Regions from separate parts of the Mus musculus genome. Here regions 1, 2 and 4 are each linked to region 3. A link is a contact called in public promoter capture Hi-C data. All regions are on one chromosome and are shown on one strand. The core of a region is the stretch at or near the end of the contact, and the rest is flanking DNA. Distances in the headings are between cores, read along the strand shown. Region 1 holds the start of 1810019N24Rik (RIKEN cDNA 1810019N24 gene). Region 2 holds the start of Slc27a5 (solute carrier family 27 (fatty acid transporter), member 5). Region 3 holds the start of Zscan18 (zinc finger and SCAN domain containing 18). Region 4 holds the start of Chmp2a (charged multivesicular body protein 2A).

Region 1 (3,301 bases), core at 753-3,252, 180 kb after region 3:
TACAGTGTACATCTCCTTAAGCAGTATTCAAAACGCAGCCTCCTTACAAAGCAGGTCCAGAACAGCCAATTACACAAGAGAAACCCTATCTCAAATGGGCGGGGTGGGGAGCCGGGAAGGCTTAAAAATGCTAATGGAGGCCTGGAAAGATGGCTCAGCGGTTAAGAGCACTGACTGCTCTTCCAAAGGTTCTAAGTTCAATTCCCAGCAACTGCATGGTGGCTCACAACCATCTGTAATGGGAACTGATGCCCTTTCTGGTGTGTCTGAAAACAGCTACAGTGTACCTACATATATAAATAAAATTAATCTTTTTAAAAAATGCTAATGGAAAGGCAAAAAAGAGGGGGTAGGGGGACTGGAGAGATGGCTCAGTGGTTAAGAGCACTGACTGTTTTTCTAGAGGTCCTGAGTTCAATTCCCAGCATCTACATAGTTCATGGTTCACAACCATCTGTAATAGAATCTGATACCCTCTTCTGGTGTGTCTGAAGACAGCTACAGTGTATTCTTTTTTTTTTTTTTAAGATTTATTTATTTATTTTATGTGTATGAGTACACTGTAGCTGTACAGATAGTTGTGAGCCATCATGTGGTTGCTGGGAATTGAACTCAGGACCTCTGCTCACTCTGGCCTTGCTTGCTCCAGCCCAAAGATTTATTTATTATTATTATATATTATATTATATATACAGTACACTGTAGCTGTCTCAGACACACCAGAAGAGGGCATCAGATTTCATTACGGATGGTTGTGAGCCACTATGTGATTGCTGGGGTTTGAACTCAGGACCTTTGGAAGAGCAGTCAGTGCTCTTAACTGCTGAGCCATCTCTCCAGGGCTACAGTGTACTCTTATACATAAATAATTCTTTTAAAGAAAAAGTCATCTACAAGTTTTGACCTTACCAGCAATCTACCTTCATCTCATTTTGCCTCAGTCCCAGGGGCCTTAGTCACCTTTTGAACATATATATACACAAATATACTTTCTCCTGAAGTTGCTTCTCCCTTTCTCTGACTTTATAGCATGTACCACAGGTCAGTCAACTGGTCCTCTACTGCCACAACGAAACATCCACCATGTTAAAGATGCCCTTCCCTTTAAAAAAAAATGTTTATTTATGTATCTCTGAGGAGGTCTATGTGTGTACATGCATGTGACTGCAGATGTGTGAGGAGTCCAAATGTGTAGATGTGTGCCTGTAATCACAATACTGAGACAGTGAAAGCAAGAGACACACAGGAGGGGGGGTGGTTAGGGGGAGGAGAAGGGAAGAGGAAGGGAGGGGAGAAAGAATAAAGAGGGAGGGAGGGAGAGAGAGAGAGAAAGGAGAAAAGAATAAGTGATGGTTGTAGCTTGACTGAAACTGTGAACTTGGAGGTCGGAGCAATATAACTTTGCATCTGTTGTTAAACTAGCCAGATTTTATGATGTGGAAATAAGAAAGATAATTAGAAAAGTGCTCATGGAGTATGTCTTCAGTAACCACAAGTTTGACACTTAAGGTAGAGTCTCCTTATGAGTCTCCCTTCCTTCTTCCAGTTCACCCCGAGCATCTCATTGCCCCTGGGCAGCCAGAGGAAGCTTAGGGTGCTTCAACCCTTCCAGACTCCCGGGGCTCCCTCTATCTCTCTTAGATTACCACTCTACCCGGTCTCTCCCTAACAGATCCTGAACACTCCAGCTCAGCCTCACTTCCAAGCAGTTGCACACGGAGTCCCTATTCATCCAACGGCTTTCTATACTGTTTTCCAGAAGTGGGAAACCCTCGGCATTACGCGTAGTGGGGGCGTTGGGACCTTAAAACTGACGTGAATCTACGATTCCCAGTAGCAAGGCAAAACACCAGAGGACGTGAATATGAGCCTACCGTCTCGCTCGCTCGGAGACTCAATGCCCAGGGACTTCAAGCCTGCAAGGACTAGGAAATGGAAAGCATCGGCTACAAGTGCCGTCCTCCCCATTACCCTTCCTCTCCGGTCCCAAGGAGGCGTGTACTAAGTGAAAGGACTCGGCTTATAGATCCCACCCATTTGGCGAGCAAAATAAAGTCACGACTCCGTTGCGCACACAGCCTGAGAAAAAGCTTTTTTTTTTTTTTTTTTTTTTTTTTTTTTTTTTTTTTTGAGAAAAAGCTTTTCATCTGGGTTGTGATTGGCTCAGAGTCTAGAGAGCCTCACAGTCTTGTGGTAAATGTAGTTTCCACCCGGCATCTGGTGAGCGAGGAGCGAGCTTTTGTTCTCCGTGGCATTGACTTAGCGGCATTGTAGAGAACGTAGAGAATGGAGCTAGGCAGAGGTGTCATACACCTTTAATCTCGGTGAGTTCGAGGCCAGCCTGGTTCACAAAGCAAGTTCCAGAACAGCCAGGGCTACACAGAGAAACTGTATTGAGGAAAAACAAAACCGAAACAAACAAACAAAAAATATGGCATGGATATAAATTAACTTCCGTTTAGGACTCTCCTTTTAGAGATTCCCCGCAAGTACCAGTGCCCTGAGATCCTTTTTCTTTGTTTGTTTGGTTGGTTGTTTTTTTTTTTTTTGTTTTTTTTTTGTTGTTGTTGTTGTTTTTGTTTTTGTTTTTCGAGACAGGGTTTCTCTGTATAGCCCTGGCTGTCCTGGAACTCACTATGTAGACCAGTTTGGCCTCGAACTCAGAAATCCGCCTGCCTCTGCCTCCCGAGTGCTGGGATTAAAGGCATGCGTCACCACTGTTCGGTGAGATCCTTTCTTTAATGACATGGAGTGCCCTTCTAATTTAGCGGATTCTGACCCAAAGTTATTAGCATATTTGAAGAGCTTACTAGTACTTCAATTTCACCCGCGGGGCTCCTCTGCCACTTACTGAGTCTGAACTCCCCCTTGACTTGAGCACCCAGGCCTCGATGAGACTCCTGGGGATTCTGAGCTCACTTAGAAGCTGCTGTGATTTGTAGTCTGGTGGTGAATTTTCTGGGTGGCTTGATACTGACTGTGTATACCAGGATAGCTTAGAACTCACAGAGATCTATCTACCTGACCCTGTCTTCTGAGTAATGGGGTTAAAGGCATGAAGGCATGAGCCACCATGCCTGAGAAAAATAATATTAATTTTACATTTATTTGTATGTGCCTGCCATGAGATTTATGTGGAGGTCAAAGGACAACCACAGTAGCCAGTCCCAGGTACTGAGCTCTGATCACTGGGCTTGGTAGCAATCTCACCAGCAAGGGTACTGAGGGTTTAAACTCAGGTCTGTATACGTACACGCAAGCGCTCTTAACCCACTGAACCATCTTCCTAGCCTCGTAACCT
Region 2 (3,269 bases), core at 323-2,822, 220 kb after region 3:
GCAGATCTCTGTGATTTGAGACCGGCCTGGTCTACAGAGAGAGTTCCAGGACAGCCAGGGCTACACAGAGAAACCCTGTCTCGAAATAAATAAATAAAAAGAAAGAAAGAAAGTTTAAAAAATAAAAAGGAGAATTAAAAGATTGAGCCTTAGCCGGGCATGGTGGCGCATGCCTTTAATCCCAGCACTCGGGAGGCAGAGGCAGGTGGATTTCTGAGTTCGAGGCCAGCCTGGTCTACAAAGTGAGTTCCAGGACAGCCAGGGCTACAGAGAAACCCTGTCTTGAAAAACCAAAAAAAAAAAAAAAAAAAAAAAAAGATTGAGCCTTGATCAGAAAAAAGAAATAGATAAAATAAAATTAAAAGAAACCTTATAATTGGTAAAAAAAAAAAATTATTCAAATAAAGCTGAACATAGTGGCCCACACCTTTATTCCCAGCAATAGGGAGACAGTGGCAGCTCATTCTCTGTAGGTTCAAGGTCATCCTGATCTACATACCGAGTTCCAGGATAGCCAGGGCTACACAGAGAAACCTTGTCTCGAAAAAAAAAAAATTAATTGTTTAAATGAAATTGAAAGATTTAGAGAAGTCTCCAAGTGGTAACCCTAGAATTATTTTCTGGGTGACCTATATTTTGACCCTTAATTGCATGGACTGGGAATAGATACAACAAAAGGCTCTCTGCCTAGCTTCCAGAAACGTCTGACTTCCCTTGCTTCTGTCCCTTTCTATCCTTTCTGCCTCTAGGGCACTCACCTGGATCCACAATCAGCACACTGGCCCCAGAGCTCCGTACAGAGTGTAGCAAGGGCATCCCTCGGCTGTGTGGATTGATCCAGGCCACAGGGCAGCCCAACTTGGCCAACCCCAGAAACACACTCAAAGCAGAAATGGTCTTGGACGGGAGAACTAAGATAGCAGCAGCATCTCTTGTGTTCTGGATTACGGCATCCTTCAGCTTTGCTTTCAGGACCCATGCTGCCTGACAGGACCTGGCATCCAGCTGGCTATTTGTGATTGAGGAGCCCTCAGACCCAGTACACACCAAGGCCACCCGGTCAGGCCATGCCAGTGCTTGCCGCTCTAAAGCATCCACAAAGGTCTCTGGAGGATGTTTGTTAAGGCGTCGCCTGAACTTTAGGCCATAGAAAAGCATCTTGAAGGTGAAAGCCACATCTTTATGCAGCCAGCGTAGCCCTGGGGGTGGCTGTAGAGGCAATAGGAATAAGGTAAGAGCTGCTCCTACCAGGCTCAGCCAGTGGGGCATCCAGGAGCTGATCCAGGGTCTGCCCAGCAATGCCAAGCCAAGCAGCACAAGGCATGTGGGGTCTCCCAGGAACCAACGCAGGGCCAGAGCCATAGCTGCTGGCCATGGGGGCTGCCCCAGGCCAACCAGCAGAAGCAGCAACAGCAGTAAGGTTAGTTTCTTCCAAATACCCATGGCATTGGCTCTTTCTGAAGTAGATGAGAGCGTGTAGTCTCTCTTAGCTCTGATGAGTGCTCCAAAGCCCTAACTACCTGCCTTTAAGGAAATCTGTCTACCCACTTCCCAAATATGACCAAGTACTATCAGCAACTGAATGTGACCCATGGACTCTGTCCTTTTGTTACTTAGTTCTTACTGGCTGGGAATTCTACAGTTCCAGCCCCCAGCCGGATCACCCGGCCTGCCCCGCCCCCTTGGACACCACCAGCCATCCTCTTCTCCAGGGCCAGCATTGTCTCCATCTCCTGTTAGGTATGGGATATGAGGGAGAGAGAGAATAAGACCTGCCTGACTCTAGCCACGTGAAAAAGCCAGATAAGATACACAGCCTGTGGGGTTTTTGTTTTGGTTTGGTTTTTGTTTTTTTTGAGACAGGATTTCTCTGTGTAGCCCTGGCTGTCCTGGAACTCACTCTGTAGACCAGGCTGGCCTAGAACTCAGAAATTCTCCTGCCTCTGCCTCCCGAGTGCTGGGATTAAATATGCCACCTCGCCCAGCTCAGCCTGTGGTTTTATTTGCCTGACTTATGAAGCTGAGCCCTTGCTCTGAATGGAAACAGGCTGCCTGTCAGGTAGACAGTTGACAACTCAGTAAATACTTAGAACACCTTTATCATCTGGATTTAAACATACTTATGCTTTCCACTATGAGCCTGCTCTTCTGGTAGCCCTGTGGATTGAGATTTGGTGAAGCCATTTTCAGTAAAACTTGCATTTTGAATAAAGGTCAAGTAACGTTTAAGGTCCAAGACCCCCTTAGGTAACTGCCATCCTGGTTGGTAAGTTGGATGCTAGGTAAGTCGCTCCACCACAGTTAAATAAATCAGTGAGGCCAGGATAAATGTACCACATAGGGAAATGTCCCTAAGAAAGTCCTTTATCCCTGAATCCTGATTGGTAGAAAACTGTAAGTGTAACTTGGCATAGATGCCTGTTGTTTTGAGAATTAAAAGTTTTGTAACATTCTGCCTCAAGGTCACAGTTCAACTCCTGAGTCTCTTCTGCATCTCTGACCTCTCAGTAGTGACTTGATACAAAACAATTGTTTTCTGTTTTGAGTTGGTGTGCACAGGCGGGGAATCCAATCACTCTACCCCGGCCCCTGATTTGTTCAAGACCTCCAGAGGTAAGCCTGTTTCTGGTTCTGTTGAGAACACCACTGACTCACTGAAGGAGGCTGGAGGCAGGACTGCTTTTAGAGTCTGACAGGACTGAAGGACACCTCATCTGCCTCCTGGGCTCCTTTGATAGGGCATCTGGCATGGGTCCTGCTGGTGGGACATCTGGTCTCTTCTCTCTCCTCCCCCAGTGTATTGGCTATCCCTGGCATGGCGGTTTGTGCATGTCTGTCCGTTTGTGTCTGTAGTTTGTTTCCTTTCATTGTTGCTCTGTGTTTCATATTCAGAGAAATGGGCCAAACTTCATCTGCCATCTACTCTTGGCTTAGTCTTAATTCATTCCATGTTGTCACTACCATAGTGAGACCAGAACAGTGAAATAATGTGGTTGTAGAACACAGTGCTTGGGCTGGTAGGCAGCTTTCTCCAGTAGGGAAGGCAGCAGCTAGTCACACTACAGATCTGCTGTGCCCGTGAGAATTGGATTAAGCAGATAACTAGTTGCTTCTCCCTTGAAATTATAGCTGGGGAAGATGAGGAAAGTTTTGTCTGTCTGTTCTAAATCTATAAATGTTGTGGCCACTACATGTTTGTTTTTGACTGGTCTTAAATAAGTGAGTTTACTATGGTCTGTGTGTCATGGTTATAGATTTTTGGTTTATAA
Region 3 (3,144 bases), core at 521-3,020:
CTGTAAACCTTTTCTAACCACTAGGATCTGATGATGATGAACACTAATCTCACTGGGACGTCAGAAATTAATCACTCAGTCTCCCCTGTACTCACAGATATTAACATAAATTACAAAAAAATACAAATGACCTTTAAAAGAATGCAAAAGCACACACAATGGATCATTATTAAAAGAGTTGCTTTCTGTAATCTCTGCCAAGAATATGCCCTATATTCTCATATGACGCGACACAGAGTCGAAGTCGAACAGATGTCCTAAACAAACTGACCAGGGTTGCCAAAAACAAACAAACAAACAGACAAACTCAAATTCACAGACCCAAACATCAAGATAAACAAAGGCTCACTTCGATATTGGGCCTTATTCTGGCTCCAGAGCAGGAGAGAAAACCTCCACAGGATACTGCCAGAATGTGGAAGGAAGATCTTGTAACATTCACTGTGGACTCTGAGAGGCTGGCTGAGATACAAAGCAACATAAGGGAGGGGAGGGCTGAGCATGGAAGCAGTGGAGGAGGAAAAAAGAAAAGGCAAGGAAATGGGACAACACTAACCAACTCTGCACAAACAGTAGGAAGGACTTCTACGACCTTGGAAAGCCAGCCCGCAGTGGTCCACAACACCTCTTACCTGCCCCTCATAGAGTAGTACTGGGAAAACTAATGTCCTTTGCTCCTCTCCAAGCCCTCTCGGTCAGGACAGCACCTAAAACACCATTTTCACGCCTCTTCCGTGAAAGGGGTCCCTACACAGAAGCCCAAAAGTGTTCTCTACCCCCATAACAGAATGGACCCCTGCATTCTAAAGCCCCGTGTTACCCCTCAGTCCAGTGGAATCTCTCCTAGAAACCTCCCCCACTTTCCTACTCTCCCACCCCCATGGATCTACGGATACCCTCAACCCTGCCTCTCCAGGACACAAAGACAGGGGTCCCCAAACCCTCCTTGGCCTTTATACGCTCATCTTTCCCCTCTGTGGACTTCCCATCCCTACCAAACCCTGCACCCACCTTCACCTAATGCCCTCCTCTCTTCCTCAGCAGCATTCTCCCACCCTGAAGGGTCCGGTGGACTCTACCCCAAACTGCATCTAAGAAGCAGTAGCACTGGGCCTTCACCCAGTCAGGATCTCTTAACCTCGCCCCCTGTCCGTTGCACACCTGGAAACCACAACCCAAGACCCTCGCACATCCCACCTGTCCTCCAGATACCTCTTTCCGACACAATACTAACGTACTGCGTTACCGAGCCACAATCCCGGGAACACGTGGTACTTCCCACTCCACACGTTAGAGCCACACCCCCAATCCTGCCTCATCCCACGCCTCACTCACACGGTGCCCGCTCTACACGCTGGCATTGCTACAGTCGCCTACAGCGCTCTTGGGCCACACCCCCACCCAAAAGCCTGCTCAGTCCTGCTCTCTCAGCCTCAAATTCAAACGCAGCCAAGGCCACATCCCAAGGCCACATCCCCACGCAAGAGCTTTTAGCTCCCCTCCGCGGCATAGCACCTGCGGCGACACTGCCACGGTGGGACACCCCCCCTCCCCAGGGTCTCTGCTCCTGGCTCAACCCACACTAGGCAGGTCCATCCCTCCGCCCGACCCTGTACACCAGCCAAACACCTACGGCCCCGCGTAGAAGGCTGCCAGGCGGCCCGACCCACCTGCTGCGCAGCGATGCCCCTCTCACTTGCGCAGTCTCGAACACCGAGCGCCGATGGCGGCCCGCTGCAATACGCGTGCGCGGCCTGCAGCGCCGTAAACTGCGACCCCCAGCGTGCCGCGGGGCCGTTCGCCAGACCTGGGCGGGGCGAAGCTGCTGTGACCGCACCGCCAGTCAATCAGAAAAGGCTGTCTCCGCTTCGCCTCCACGTGCGCCCGCGTCACTTCCGATGCCATGGCAACGGAGTAAACAATCGTACATTCCCACCCCCCCCACCCCCACCCACCCCCAAAAAGGAACCTAGGACCACCAGAACCTGAGAGGCGGAGACAAAGACTGAAATACACAGGCTTAAGAAACAAAAACTCTCAGGCACCTTGAGACCCAAAGACAGTAAAGATCTAGTCTACAAGTCCAGAGATGAGACAGAGAAACTGAGGAGATGGAGACTTAAAATGGGGATCCTGCACAAATGAAGACTCAAGACCATGAACAGTCAAGAAACAAGTGCGCAGACCTACTGTGGGCAGACAGAGCTAAAAACCCCACAACCCTGAGGCAAGGCTTCAGAGAGGGAGAGACTGGGAGGAAGGCACTGAACAGACTGGCTGAAAACAGTTAAGGTTTCAGAGAGTAAACTGAATTCAAACACCTCACCAGATTTTTGGTAGATTTGATTGAGCAACAAGACAAAAAGGAAGAAGAGGAGGCTGCTCCTGCAGAGATGGGAAGGAAGCTGCTTTCCACAGCAGAGCTTCTGAAAGCCAGTTTGTTCGTCTGACATGGTTTTTAAAATGTGTAGCTGAACTGCTTACCACCGAAAACGTTTTTATTCCTTATTTACACACACAAAAAACACTTTATTCTGTTCTGATAATTTTAACTAATACCACGATCAAGATGGTTTCACTACTCCTTTTTAACAATCACATCACCACCACCTCTGACCTCTGTTGTGTGGGCCCCCAGTGCAGATTCGTTCCTATGGATTTCATATAAATATAATCTTATAGTACAGTGCCTTTTGAGATGTCTTTCGCTGTATGTAATTCCTTTGGAATCCATTAGTATGTGTGAGTTTGTTCCTTGTTACTGCTTAAAGTTTAGTAATATACAAGTTTAAACATTCACCAGTTAGGCTGTAGGCTTGCTTCCAATTTTTTGATATTTAATAAATGCTATGAAAATTCATGTTCACGTTTTTGTGTGAACATTACTCACGACACAGTTGCTATGTCATATAGTAAGCATGAGCTTAATGTGAAAAACTAAACCAATGGAAAACTGCCATGCCCTTTTCTAGAGCTGTGCCGTTTTACACTTAACCACCAGTGTATGTATGAGTCCATTTTTCCACAGTCTTGCCAGTTTGGGTGGTTATCAGTCTTTTGGCTGTCCTGAGTATACTTATCATATTGTAGTTTAGTTCCATTTCCCTAATGGCCAATAATGTTGAACGTATTTTCATGGTTATT
Region 4 (3,333 bases), core at 373-2,872, 250 kb after region 3:
TGGCACACGCCTTTAATCCCAGCACTTGGGAGGCAGAGGCAAGTGGATTTCTGAGTTCGAGGCCAACCTGGTCTACAGATGAGTGCCAGGACAGCCAGGGTTACATAGAGAAACCCTGTCTCCCCCCCCCCCCCCAAAAAGAATCTGTCTTTGGCCAGGGATATGACTGAGGTAGGGCCCTGCCCCATATTTACAAAATCCTGGAGTCCCTGGCAGTGAATTAAAAAAAGACGTTCATCCAGGTTGTATCTAGAACCACATACAAATCCATTCAAGGTGCAGCTTCTATTCCCTACCTAAATGTTGCTGGCACAGCCCCAGGAAATAACCACCTCTGAGCAATTGTTCTTGTCCTTACTCCCATCCTTAACTCTTGCCTATTCATCACAGCTCACACTGCAACCTACATTTCTGTGTGTCTGGTCCACCTCTACTCCTTAGCTCTCTTGGTCTCCCAGTTTGCTACTTGACTTGGCAACATTTGGCTGTCGTGATGGCTAGCTTTCTGGAAGCTCACTTGTACTATCTGTGAAGAGGTCCTCCCTGACACCCCAAATTGGGAAATTACTGTTAACCCTTCATGATAGTTTGCTCAAAGCACTGTTTCACTGTTATCCTTAAAACAATGACTGAGACGGCACCTTGCTTCGTGTCCCATATCACTTGACACTTACCATCTGGCCTTGCTTTGCCATCTTTTTGATGTCCGCAATGATTTTCTTTTCCTGGGTTTCTAGTTTCTGTCGTTCCCTGTCCAGTTCTCTCATGGCTCGGTTCAGGGCCCTCTGGTTTTGCCGAAGTAGTTCCTCTGGCGTCTTCCGGCGCCCAAACAACAGGTCCATGGTGGTAAGACTCCACCAGCAGGTCTGGGACAACCGTCAGAACTAGCTGTAGAGTGCAGGGCCCAGGGCAGCAAAAGACAGAAAGGGTCACATAAGTAGATAGGGTGTAGAAACTGGAGGTACGCTTGAGTAGTCAAAAAGGATTAGCCGGTGAGAACTAGTTATACATTTCTGACTCAAGCACACCCACTCTACTCTCTGCTCTGCTTCCACAGACGATGGGGCAAGCCTGTTTCTGACTTAAGGGTGTGGTTCTGAACTGTTCCAGGGACCCAGACCTGAGTAGGCACATCAAGGTGATTGAGTACTGAGGAGGGGGTAGTTGTGAGGCCCCTCGACAAGGGAGGATAGAATGGAGTAGGTTCTGAAATGTGAAGTTGGGCCCTAAGGTGGGGTAATGGGCATGAATGCCAAGGAAACCAGGCTCGCGGGCGTAGGAGTGACGTTCTCAGGCTCAGGACGTGACAGACACTGAACAGGTCTTGGAGATGTTGAGCCTGCGTACCGAGGGCAGGAAGAGGTGAAGACCTCGATGTGGGTAGGGACAGGCGGACCGCGCGGCATCCGATGCCTCGGCCCAAAGCCCCCTCCTACGCTGCCTACCAAACGGGACCTGCGGCTCAGCAGAGACCACTCACCGGAGCCGAGAGAACGATGGGTTTCCGCTTCCGGGTCACGCCTCTACCCCTCCGAAGCCTTGAGACTCCACCAACGACAACCCCTCGGTTCGGTAGCCCCTGCTGCGGCCGCCGTTTCCGGATTAAGCGACCTGACGTCACACGACCCACCCTCTCCGGGAATGCTGGGAAGTGCTAGGACGCACGCGCACAGCCAGCCACAGAAGCGCATGCGCAAAGGGCCACGCACCTCAGCAGAAGGTACAGGTCCCACCCAAGCCAGCCTCACAGGCCCATGGCGGGAGCACAGCTCGACTGGCTATTCATTCTGGAAGGCCCATACTCCACCCACTTTTGGGCAGTTAATAAATGGCATTTTAGCAAGTGCTTGGCTCGAACCAAATTAGGCCCACACATGGCATAAAGGGGCAAGCCTGGAAATGACTTGTAGGCTCCCTTATGTTGGTGTAAGGTCCAGGAGCTGAAATTAGCCGATTCTTCCATTGCTTGCACCTCATCCCAGTGAGTGGTCCCACCCAATCCACGGCCACATTTATCTTCATTATAGACGCTGGTGGACCTCACTTGTACCTCCCACCCCACAGAAGGAAGAGGCAGAGGCCATGCAGTAACATTCCCCTTTAATAGCCTGGTGGGACCTCCAGTGGTGGTGGGGTGGGTTGCTTGGGCCTAGCGACCCAGGCCCATTGCCCACTTACCCCACAGTCAAGAGTGGGGAGTTGGACAGCACCCAGCGGGAGGGGGGGGGCGCTAAACAAGCCAATTCATTTCCCATCGCTGAGCAGGTCGGGGGGGAGGCAGCACCGACCATAATCACGTGGTGGTCAAAAAAAAAATAACTAGGGGCAGGTGACAGGGAAGAGAGGCAAGGCCAAGGCAGGGGCCAAGGCTACCCCACACACCTTACCCGGGCCCCCAATAAATATTTGCAGGGGATGCCTGGGCCGGTAACCCTGGCAGGGATGGGTAATTGCTAACCCTATTTCAGGCAGCGCTCGAAGTAGGTGGACCCGATGTAACCACCTCTCATGGAGCGCTGCACATTTTGTTCAAACAGCCGCCGGTTGTTCTGCAGGACCTCAGCAGCCTCCTTGTTCAGTGGGTCCTCAGGGTTCGGCTCCTGTGGCCGGTACAAGTGGAAGTCAACAGGCAAGAGAGAGGCAGATGGCCAACAAACCCTCAGCTTCAAATGCCTAACCCTACTTACCAAGAAGAGATACTGCAGGCCATAAATTATGGAGTTTATCGTAAGGACTGGCTTCCAGTCCTCTCTGTGGGCAGAGAGCATCAAGGTTATCAGGGGCTGGTGAGTGGGAGGCTGCTACAGGCCCTGCTAATACTGAACAGGTTAGGCCCATAGAAGGCCTTTTAACATTGAAGTGTGAGATCTAAGAGTGAAGATACGGGACAGGGCAGGACACAGAGAAAGCCAAGGTCAGGTCATTAGAAAAACAACTAAGACAGAAACAGATTGACCATAAAGGGGAGGGAAGGACAGAGATAGATGCAGTGTCCACAGAAGGCTGAGGATACCTGGAAGGCAGGTCTTGGGAGGGAAAGGAAGGCAGTGCCCTCACCTGAGGATGTTGAGGCAGACGTTGCCCTCGAGGTCAATGTTGGGATGATAAACCATTGTTTCACACTTCACCTTGGGAGGGTCATGTGGGTAACCCTGTCCCACCTGGCTCCAGAAAAAGAGAAAGGAGATGGGAAGGTGTAAAAAGAGAAAGGAGATGGGAAGGTGTTTTGGTTGTACCCAGTCTTCTCCACAGAGCTACCTTTGTACACTTGAGACTCACCTTAAAGCTGAATACAAACTTGCCACTTTTGTAGAAGCCCTGGAAGAGGAAGGG

The links. Capture Hi-C pulls out chosen DNA fragments and counts their contacts.
Region 1: a promoter capture Hi-C map of adipose tissue shows a contact between it and region 3. The contact joins the promoter of 1810019N24Rik here to the promoter of Zscan18 in region 3. A contact is called at or near these places in 3 of 484 Hi-C or Micro-C datasets (CD8 T cells and cortical neurons), 1 of 115 datasets of contacts at active chromatin or transcription factors (epiblast stem cells) and 2 of 9 other capture datasets (adipose tissue and pancreatic islet).
Region 2: a promoter capture Hi-C map of liver shows a contact between it and region 3. The contact joins the promoter of Slc27a5 here to the promoter of Zscan18 in region 3. A contact is called at or near these places in 3 of 39 promoter capture datasets (cranial neural crest, frontonasal cranial neural crest and pre-B cells), 2 of 484 Hi-C or Micro-C datasets (Sertoli cells and nephron progenitors), 2 of 115 datasets of contacts at active chromatin or transcription factors (embryonic stem cells and epiblast stem cells) and 3 of 9 other capture datasets (adipose tissue, liver and pancreatic islet).
Region 4: a contact with region 3 is called in a promoter capture Hi-C map of adipose tissue. The contact joins the promoter of Chmp2a here to the promoter of Zscan18 in region 3. A contact is called at or near these places in 5 of 39 promoter capture datasets (cranial neural crest, embryonic stem cells, frontonasal cranial neural crest and 2 more), 1 of 484 Hi-C or Micro-C datasets (forebrain), 6 of 115 datasets of contacts at active chromatin or transcription factors (bone marrow-derived macrophages, embryonic stem cells, epiblast stem cells and 1 more) and 2 of 9 other capture datasets (adipose tissue and liver).

Annotation. Positions count from the first base shown.
Region 1 is chr7:12,959,815-12,963,115 of GRCm38.p6, forward strand. It overlaps 1810019N24Rik (RIKEN cDNA 1810019N24 gene), which reads right to left and starts at 2,003. Exons shown (of 2, transcript NR_166501.1): 1 at 1,875-2,003. It overlaps Gm29638 (a long non-coding RNA gene), which reads left to right. Exons shown (of 2, transcript XR_391162.4): 2 at 1,673-2,073.
Region 2 is chr7:12,996,620-12,999,888 of GRCm38.p6, forward strand. It overlaps Slc27a5 (solute carrier family 27 (fatty acid transporter), member 5), which reads right to left and starts at 1,573. Exons shown (of 10, transcript NM_009512.2): 1 at 759-1,573. The coding sequence starts at 1,443.
Region 3 is chr7:12,778,902-12,782,045 of GRCm38.p6, forward strand. Zscan18 (zinc finger and SCAN domain containing 18) reads right to left here and starts at 1,771. Exons shown (of 7, transcript NM_001017955.3): 1 at 1,671-1,771.
Region 4 is chr7:13,033,155-13,036,487 of GRCm38.p6, forward strand. It overlaps Chmp2a (charged multivesicular body protein 2A), which reads right to left and starts at 1,623. Exons shown (of 6, transcript NM_026885.3): 1 at 1,481-1,623; 2 at 675-888. The coding sequence starts at 842. Ube2m (ubiquitin-conjugating enzyme E2M) reads right to left here. Exons shown (of 6, transcript NM_145578.3): 3 at 3,280-3,318; 4 at 3,058-3,161; 5 at 2,688-2,751; 6 at 1,966-2,600. The coding sequence ends at 2,460.